2 separate regions of the Sus scrofa genome follow, and region 1 is linked to region 2. A link is a contact called in public promoter capture Hi-C data. All regions are on one chromosome and are shown on one strand. Each heading gives the region's core, a stretch centred on a gene start, on an enhancer-like site or on the middle of the called end of the contact. The rest is flanking DNA. Distances are from core to core; before and after follow the strand shown.

Region 1 (4,668 bases), core at 273-2,772, 160 kb after region 2:
GGAGTTTCTGTTGCGGTGCAGCAGAAACAAATCCAACTAGTATCCATGAAGATGTGGGTTCGATCCCTGGCCTCACTCAGTGGGTTAAGGATCCGGTGTCACTGTGAGCTGTGGTGCAGGTTGCAGATGTGGCTCAGATCCTGTGTTGCTGTGGTGGTGGCTGTGGCATAGGCTGGCAGCTGCAGCTCTGATTTGACCCCTAGCCTGGGAACTTCCATATGCTGCGGATGCGGCCCTAAAAAGCAAAAAGCGAAACCAAAAACAAGGCACAGAGGAATTCCCTGGTTGCTTGGCAGATTAAGGATCTGGCAGTGTCAGTGCTGAGGCTTGGGTTGCTGCTGTGGCTTGGGTTGCTGCTTTGATCCCCGGCCCAGGAACTTCTGCATGTCTCGGGTGAAGTCAAAAAAAGTTTAAAAAAATGGCACACAGAGTTTCCAGTGGGCTCAGCGGGTTAGGAACCCGACATAGTCTCTGTGAGGATGCAGGTTCGATCCATGGCCTCGCTCAGCGGGTTAAGGATCTGGCACTGCCACAAGCTGCAACACAGGTCACAGATCTGGCGTGGCTGTGGCTGTGGCTGTGGCTGTGGCAGGCCGCTGTAGCTCTGATTCCGCTCCAGCCCAGATATTCCACATGCTGCAGGTTTGGCCTTTTAGAAAATGGCACAGAAAAAGCCGAAAGTCTCCCAATTCGTTTGAGGTAGTTTCTCTCATTTTCTGACTCTAGCCGTCACTCTGTCTCTTTCTTCTCTTTACTTACTGGTCTTTTTAGGACCACACCCACGGCATATGGAGGTTCCCAGGCTAGAGGTCCAATCGGTCCAATTGGACCGGTGAACTCCCTCTTTCTTCTCTTTAAAGCAACTTCGGCAAAGGGCAATCTACACCGGGTCTCCATTTCTTCACACTAGCATCGCTCTTGCCAAACTGCTGTTGCTAAGTCCAAGGAAGTTTTCTGTCCTCATCTTACCTGCTTCCTGGCAGCAGCTGAGGATGACACTGTTAATCATGTGGCCTTGAAATTTCCCTCGGTTTCCCCCTCTTCTTTGATGCTCCTTCTCTGGCTCTCTCTTCTGGATCCTCCTCTTGCTGCCCACGGGCAGTGCTGCGGTTCCTCCCGACGCTCTCCTGGGGGTCCTCTTCTTTCCTTACCTGTGTAAGGGAGGGCCCACCTACAGGAAAAAGAAATCATAATTGCTACTTTAAGCATTATGAAGATTAAACCGAAAGAGGGGAAGCCAAGCGCGCGAGGACCCGCGGCGCAGACTCCATCGGGCTCCCGCGCCGCCTCGCCCGGCCCCTTCCTTCTGCGGGGGTTGGGCGGGGGGAGCGAGCTGGGCTCGGCCCCGCCCCCTTCCCTACTGGGAACGTGCGCTCCTGGAGACACGTACAGCCAACCAGGGAAAAGGAGCGGCCGTGAGTGGCACTCACGTCCTCCAGTCACTTGAAGCTCTGCAGCGCAGGAGCGCGTCCGAGCCAATGGCGGCTCGAGGCGGAGCTCGGGCGGGGGCGACGGTCACCTGATCTGCGGTGGCAGCGGTGGGTCGAGGCAGTGGAGTCCGAGAGGTTATGATGGCGGCGGCCGCGGCGGCTCGGGTGCGGGCGGGGACGCGGCGGGGTCCGGCGCTCTGGCAGATGCCGTGGCTGCCGCTGGTGGCGGTGGCGGTGGTGGCGGCGGCGTCGGCGGCGGAGCAGCAGGTGCCGCTGGTGCTGTGGTCGAGTGACCGGTGAGTGGGGCGGGCTGGGGTGGGCTGTGCTGCGCGCTCTGCGGCGGCGGAGGTGCCCTCGCCGGACTCCTGGGCTGCCCTTGGCGAGGCGCGCCGAGGCCCAGAAGGGCGACCTTGCTCGGCGGCTCGTAGCCAGCCAGCTGGATTAGAGCTCTGTGACCCACGCATCAGGCTGGGAGCCCATGGGCTTCCGATCTCAAGCCGTGCGCCCCCTCTTGACAGCACCTCTTCTGTCCCCCTCCAGAAACCTGTGGGCTCCCGCAGCCAACACCCACGAGGGCCATATCACCAGCGACAGGCAGCTGTCTACCTACTTAGACCCCGCCCTGGAGCTGGGCCCCCGCAACGTGCTGCTGTTCCTGCAAGACAAGGTGCGCCTGTCCCAGCCCCCACCCCTGTCTCTCTCGGTCTTCAGGAGGCAGGCGAGCCCCCTCCCACAGGACACCGAGGCCCATTCCCCAAGGGAAGCTTCAGTGACCTTGTCCCACCTGTAGGGAGGTGTGTCTCCTCCACTGGGAAGGCCTACAGGAGAACCCTCAGTGGGAACGGGGAGGGCCCTGAAATGGCACCCACTTGACTGGGGAAAGTAAAGGGTGGGAGGCCAGATGCCTACTGCGTAGCAAACCCTTGTCTGATTTGCTCTAGGGGGGAGGGATTATCAACCCTTTTAACAGATGAAAAGACTGATGCCCAAGGATAGTGTTGTGACTTGCCCAAGGTCACGCAGCTAATGGGTGGCAGAGCTGTCATTCTAAGGGAGAGATGCTAGAAGAAGGCTCCCCTGCTGAGGGCTTCGTTTGCCCTGTGCTAAGCTGATGTCATTGACTTGGTTTTACTGCCAGAAAACTAAGGCCTGTCGAGGTAGAGGCATCGGCCGAAGAGCCACAGCTTGTGCAGAAGCCACAACTGGTTCCAGCCGAGCCTGTGGGACGCTCCCTCCACCCCCCAGTTTGTCCTTCCCATCTGGGTCTTTCTGCCTCCAGAGCAGGGGTGTAGATCCCAAGATTCCAGGGCAGTGTAGGGTTGGTGTTTGGGAGGTTATCAAGCCTTAGCTTGTCTCTTCCTCACTGGCGGCCTGTATGGCTCATTCCCCTGTGGTCTGGCTCTGTTGCTCTGTGGGCAGGTGGCGGGGGCCATGCTGGCCTGCTGGCCTTCCAGGAGGCAGTGAATAATGTAGTCAGACTGGAACTCAGTGCTAGTTCTGCTACTTACTGGCCTTTGGACATGTCAAATGCTCCACACGTGCCAGTTTCTGCCTCTGTAAATTGACGAGACCAGGGCTGTGAGGAGCAGTTCTGAAGAGTCTACGTAAAACATCTAGCCAGCGGCCCCTGTCTCATGGCATATTCATCCGCCCATTCATTTGTCAAGCGCGGACTGCTGTGTACCAGCTCCTGAGCGCTGGGGACATAGCACTGAGCAGAATGATCCACTCCTCTGCCCTGAAGAAGCTGACCTTCTCGTGAGGGCGGGAGGTAAACGCTAAGCTGGTATATGATAGGATGTCAGTGCTACCAATCCTTAGAGAAGAGGGAAGCAGGCTAAGGGGACAGAGTGACTGGCAGTGCTGTTTAAGAGAAGGGTGATCCGGGAGTTCCCGTCGTGGCGCAGTGGTTAACGAATCCGACTAGGAACCATGAGGTTGCGGGTTCGGTCCCTGCCCTTGCTCAGTGGGTTAACGATCCGGCGTTGCCGTGAGCTGTGGTGTAGGTTGCAGACGAGGCTCGGATCCCGCGTTGCTGTGGCTCTGGCGTAGGCCGGTGGCTACAGCTCCAATTCGACCCCTAGCCTGGGAACCTCCATATGCCGCGGGAGCGGCCCAAGAAATAGCAACAACAACAACAACAACAAAAAGACAAAAGACAAAAAAAAAAAAAAAAGAGAAGGGTGATCCGGCAGGTGCTTCCCGAGGAGGTGATATCTGAGCAGAGACCTGAGTGGAGGGGTGGATGGAGCTGTGTGGCTGTAGGAGGAAGGGCATTCCTGGCAGAGGTCACAGCAGGTGCAAAGGCCCTAGGCAAGGAGCGCTCCTGGGGAGCCTGTGGAAGAGCTGGTATAGCTGGGGTGTATCTAGTGAATGAGAGGCTGGGGTCAGAGATGGTCCACGGGGGGTGGGGGGGTGGGGGGGAAGAGCACTCATGGCATAAGGAGGTTCCCAGGCTCCGGGTCGAATTGGAGCTACAGCTGCCGGCCACAGCCACAGCAACACAGGATCCGAGCCGTGTCTGCGACCTACACCACAGCCCACAGCAACGCCAGATCCTTAACCCACTGAGTGAAGCCAGGGATCGGACCTGCAACCTCATGGTTCCTAGTCGGATTCATTTCCGCTGTGCCATGATGGGAACTCCTAGTTGCAGTTGGAAACAGGACGGGAAGCCTTGGGTGATTTCGAGCAGGGCCTGTGCCATGAGAACACAGTGGTGGTTCCTGCGCTTTCAGAATGAGGGCCCAGCCGGCCAGGCAGGGTCAGGATTCCTGCCAGAAGGGAGAGGAGGCCAGGCAAGTGTGTACACTAAACAGGACGGGGTTAGAGAAGCTGATTAAGATCGCCTCTGGGCCGAGCTGGGAAGAGCCCGCAGGAGCTGGGGGTTGGGGTGGGGGCAGACTGAAGGGCATCTCTAGGTTGCAGAGGAAAAGGGATGGCGGCGTCGAGGCTCCTGTGGTCCAGAGAGCTCGCCAGGCGTCCTCCCCTTCTCCAGCGTGGCTGAGATCCTCGCCCCCTCCCCTTCCACCGCACCCGGCTGGGAGGGGGAGTTCCCAGCGTCCCGTCCAGATCGGGCCCGGGCAGATCTAGCTGTGCAGCTGGCTGCAGGTTCTCCTTTTCTTTGACTCACATCCCGGGGAGCGGGCAGCCCCCTCTGCACAGCTTCCCTCTGGCCGGGCCAGTTCCTCTCTTCTGCAGGCGGGCGGCTGACTCTTCGTCCCGAGGTTAGCACGAG
Region 2 (5,170 bases), core at 945-3,444:
GGATGGAACAGCTGTCTGGAGGGGCAGTCGAGAGGGCTAACGCACTGCCAATGATGCCAAACGAAGCAGAGCCCTTGTCCTCTCACATCTCGGGCTCAGATGTACAAACCCTGGAAGCTTTGTCAAGTGAGGCTTGTGTGTGTGTGTGGACAGGAATGTACGGCAGGGCCGGGCCAGCGATGTGCGCTCGGTGACAACTTATTTAATCCCGTACTTCTACTACACTGGCTGTGTCCTTTAAGGTTCTGACATGGTCTGGGTAAGAACATAAAACCAAAGGCTTCCTAGGCTCCCTGACTGGACTTTTAAGTACAAGTCCTAAAAAGCCCATAAACAAGCCTATTTCCCTGAATCCCTGGTGGAAATTCCCAAGAGACCTAAAAAAATCCGGATCTGGTTGGCTGGTTGTCTGCAATAAGGATCCAGCATGTTTCAAACAACCCAAGAGGAGCAGTTAATCTCATTGTTAAGTGAAATCACTAAGACGCAGATGAAAATTCTGGCTTTGAAACCCAAATTTCTCCCCTAGAGTAATTGTCCATTAACAATGAATTCTCCTCCCAAGGCCTGAATATGCTTCCTTTTTGTAGAATGACAAAATGCCTAAAAGTTGTGAGAGTCCTACAAAGTCTAAGCCACTCAGCCTCACGGGCTAGTAGGTTTGGTTCCACGATCACCAAGCACTCCCTGAATTCGATCCTACCATCTCACAATGTGGGGCACTGATCCTGCACAGCAAAGACACAACATGGGAATGGCTCTACAGAGCCCGTTCCTGTTCCTGGAAAAATAATCAGAAGCACACATCTGCCTGACCATGAGTCAGGAATATCATTTTTGTGGTGGAGCCCATTTCTGCTGTGACCAATCTACACCAAACACACAACAGAAGCGACGGCCACAGAGGTATGTTCCAGAGCAAGCTCCCCCCCCACCCCCGCCCCGTTGATCCACACTTGGTAATGCCATAAACGGTCTCCTCCGTCAAAGCAATCTTTAGACTCTTCACAGTGACCTTAAGTCTTCAGTGCAAACCCACAGAAAACATTGCCACGCCACGTACAAGTCACCTGAATTTCAGTTTGGGTGATTCAGTCAGAACCACACGAAAAAGAAAAGAAACTTTCGGGGACAACTGACAGGAACCACAGAGGGGCGATGAAATTGCCCCATCCGGGGCTGGGGATCGTGAGCAAGGCGCGCTCCGCGGCTCTGGAAGCCGGTCACATACTATGTCCCACTCCACTTATGTAACTGGAAGATCGCCGGCGAACGGGGGGAGGAGGGGAGGGCGCTCAGATTCTGAGGCCACAGCACCCCCAAAGACCCTGGGGGCGAGCTCCCACCGAAGAGCCTCAGGTGCTGCCGGACACGCAGTCCCCGACCCACGGCTCCTGATGGTAACTATAACCGCCTCTTTATGATGAGCCGTGGGACCAGGAACACAATGTCTAGCGCCTTTTGTGGGTGGACAATAATTCCCACCTACTTGTTCCTGCTAGATGCGAAAGGAACTCGCTCGCAGTGGGGGCAGAAAGTCATGGAATGGGCGAGAAGGAGGGGGAGGCAAAGCCTGGAGATGGGGGTGAGAGCGCCGGAGCCCTTGTGGCGCACTCTCCCGACGGGAGGCGGACTGCGCACGCGCGTCGGTGGGGGGGCCGAGTAACGGGAGAGGGGGCGCGCGAGGGAGGGAGACGCGAAAGCGCGATCCAGGGAGAGGCCGGGGCCGCGGGCGCGCGACGGCGCCGCGGGCCCGAAGCCCCGCGAAGGGCACGACGCGCGCGCAGCCCCGACAGGCGAAGCCCCGGCGACAGGGGCGCCCGCGGGGCCAGGGGCCGGGATGCGCGCCGAAGGCGGGAGGGAGGGAGGGAGGGGGGAACCAGGCGAAGGCTGCCCTGGGAGGCTGCGCCGAGGACGGTCACCCGCAAGTGCGGGTAACGGGCCGAGGGGGGGGGGCCGTCACCAGCGGGAGGGGGAGGGTAAGAGAGGAGGGACGCCATCCGCCAGCCGTGTCGCCCGACCCCGCGGGCCCCTCCCGCGCCACGTCCCGCCCCTACCCCCGCCCCCCAGCAAGGGTCCCCGCCCGCGGCCGCAGCGGTCCCACTCACAGTCTCTCCTCCTCGCCTCCTCCTCCTCCTCCGCTCGGCGCGGCAGCGGCGGCGGCGGCCATTTTCCGGACGGCTTTTACCACAGCCCTCTCTCCGAGAGGAGGGAGCGCGCGCGCCGCCGACGCCGAGACCCCGCACGGCCGACGTCGCGCCCCGCCCTCCCGGCCGGCCTGCGCGCTGCTGCACCTGCGCACCCGCGCCCGGCCCCCGGCGCCGCCGCGAGCCCGCACGCCATTGGGTGCGGCGCCCGGGGTGGGGCGGGGTCTCGGCGGCGACGCCGCCAATTGGCGGGAGATCGTGTCCATTCCGGCAAGGGAAAAGGGGGCGGACGCCCCGTCTAGCTGCGGATTGGCTGCCAACGGCCGTCATTTGGGAAAAAGAAGCGGCTTGGGCTCCGGGGGGCTGGTTTAGTGGGCGGAATTTGAATATTAAGGATTAATGGGCCCTTGCGGATGCTGGAGCAAAGCTAGGCCTAGGCTCGGGACGCTTGTTTGCGCGGCCATGCCGGGCCCTCGACCCGCTGTCCACAAACACACCCAGTACGCCGCTATACGTGTTTCACCGCACCCGCATTTTCTCCACATTACCACCTTCAGTACAAGCAGCAAAGTTGCCTGACATTGTTCCAGCCGAGGGACCTTGGTTTAAGAGGCCTACCCAATGCATTCTTACATCTGACCTGTAGTGTGCCACACAATCACAGGGGCAGGGAATAAACTGAGGAACAAATCACAGCCTTGATCTTCTTGAAACTCTGATGGGGGAAGAGCCAAGGCTGCAGATAGTCTGGTGGAGGTGGGCAGAAGGCACAATGGAAGCACAAAGGCAGCAGCCCTTAACTGCCTGCACAGGAGAGGAAAGACTTCTAGAAGAAGTGATTTGGGAGCTAAGATCCACAGTGCCGGTGAGAAAAATATTTAAGAGTATGAGAAAAGTTTTAGCTAATGGAGTGTTCAGGATAGGCCTGTTTGTCTAGGCGACCTTACTCTGATTCCAGCTATCATCCGATTCATCCAGTGACCCTTGAGCTAGGGTCAAGGAACCCTCTGATTCTGATGTGGCTCCTTACCCTCTGTTAATTTATTAAATACACGTTATGGAAGACACTGTTCCAGGCTCTGGATGCACAGTACTGAATAAGACAGCAAAACTATCATTCCTGTGGGGGAGGCTTCATACAAAGCAATATGTACAAATAAGTGTGTAATATGTCTCCTAGTGATAAGCGCTTTCAGACAGATAAAGCAAGGGTAAAGGGGGTGCTGCTTATATAACCACAGGCTTTTGCTCACATATTATTCCCCATATGGCTATCTGGGGAGAGAAGAAGATGTTGGGCAAGTTCAAAGGCCCTGAGGAGAGACTACACCTGACGTGTTGAGGTCTCACGAGTAAGTTGATGTGGCTGGAAGAGTGACGGGGTATGTGGTTGGAGAGGCACCTGGAGCTGCCATGGGAACTGGAAGCTTCTTCTGAGATGAGAAGTCTTTGGAGGATTTTGAACTGGGAGCTGCCATCATCAGATGTCTATGGCAGGTACAGTGTGGAAATCTGTGGCGAGACAAAATGAGGAGCAAGAGCCCAGGCAGGAGGCCCTGACAGCAGTCTAGGAGAGGTGACAGTGGTTTTTCACTAGGGTGGTAGCAGTGAAGTTTCTGAGAAGTTGTGCAATCCAAGCTATGTTTTCAAAATTGAGCAGAGAAGATTGGAGGTAGGGCATAAAGAAAGAGAAGAAACAAGGATGCGTCCTGAGGTTTTGGCCTGAGCAACTGAGTGAACGGGCGCTTTCACCATGATGGGGAAAACTGTAGGAGTACATTTTTGGCGGTACAGGTCAAAGATTCTGTTTTGCCGTATTAAGCGTGGGCTGCCTATTAGACGTGCGATGCTGAGAAGAGATGTTGAGTGGGCAGTTGGGCAAACAAGCAGTTAATAAGTCAACAAACTGAACCTCCAATGCAAGAAAGTATAAAAGGAACAGCAGAGTAAACCTGGAGAAAATAGAAGGAAAAAAATGACAAGCATAGGGAATTCCCATTGTGGCTTGGCAGTAATGAACCCGACCAGTAACCGGAGGATTCAGGTTCAATCCCTGGCCTCCTCAGTGGGTTAAGGATCCGGCGTTGCCATGAGCTGTGGTGTAGGCGGCAGATACAGCTCAGATCCCATGTTCCCATGGCTGTGGAAGACACTGCACTGCCACAGGCTGGCAGCTGAAGCTCTGATTCGACCCCTAGCCTGGGAACTCCCATATGGAGCAGGTGCAGCCCTTGAAAAGCAAAAAAAAAAAAAAAAAAAAAAAAAGGCAAGCAGAGGTTGATAACACAGAAACATAATGATCAAGGAGATTTAGAACATCAAAAGATGATTATTTCAGGAGTTCCCTGGTGGCTCTATTGTGCCTCTGGTTGCTACTATGGCACAGGTTCGATCCTTGGCCCTAGAACTTTGGCATGCCCGGAGTGCAGCCAAAAAAAGAATGCTGATTAACTGAAAAGCTGGAAACAAAAGCCAACCCTCTAACAAGCTAGATATATAGAGAGAAGACACAAGTAAGTTATATTTAGAAATAAAAAGGAAACAATGACAGATACAATAGATTATACTGTAGATAATAGATAAAACAGATAAATTTTCTAAAAAGGTATTATAAACAACTATATGTTGTAACTGGAAAACATAAGTAAAACGAATAAGTTCCTAGAAGAGCACAGCTTACCAAAACTGACTTTAGAAAACAGGGAACCTGGCTAGATTCCCTATGGCCACAAAGCAATTGACTATGTTTTTTTAAAAAAATCTACCCTCCTCCAAAAAAAAGTTCAGAGAGCTTTACAGATGAGTTCTACCAAATCTTTAATGATTGGGTCATTCCAATCATAACGAAAGAACTCTCTCCAAACTTATTTTATGACTAACACAACTACTATAACAAGCCAGTGAAAGGAAGGCACAGGATGTGGAAATAGATGTAAAAATTGTAAACAAATAAGCTAAATCCAACAGTATGTATTGATGTATCCCAACAACGTTGAGTTTTATTCTAAAAATGCAAGGATGGT

The links. Promoter capture Hi-C pulls out the DNA fragments that hold promoters and counts their contacts.
Region 1: a contact with region 2 is called in a promoter capture Hi-C map of fetal liver, with 2.5 times the contacts expected there. The contact joins the promoter of ATP6AP1 here to the promoter of MECP2 in region 2. A contact is called at or near these places in 1 of 5 promoter capture datasets (fetal liver), 1 of 47 Hi-C or Micro-C datasets (heart right ventricle) and 1 of 2 datasets of contacts at active chromatin or transcription factors (alveolar macrophages).

Annotation. Positions count from the first base shown.
Region 1 is chrX:124,951,010-124,955,677 of Sscrofa11.1, forward strand. It overlaps ATP6AP1 (V-type proton ATPase subunit S1), which reads left to right and starts at 1,523. Exons shown (of 10, transcript XM_021080754.1): 1 at 1,523-1,726; 2 at 1,971-2,097. The coding sequence starts at 1,569.
Region 2 is chrX:124,786,869-124,792,038 of Sscrofa11.1, forward strand. MECP2 (methyl-CpG-binding protein 2) reads right to left here and starts at 2,195. Exons shown (of 5, transcript XM_021080802.1): 1 at 2,109-2,195.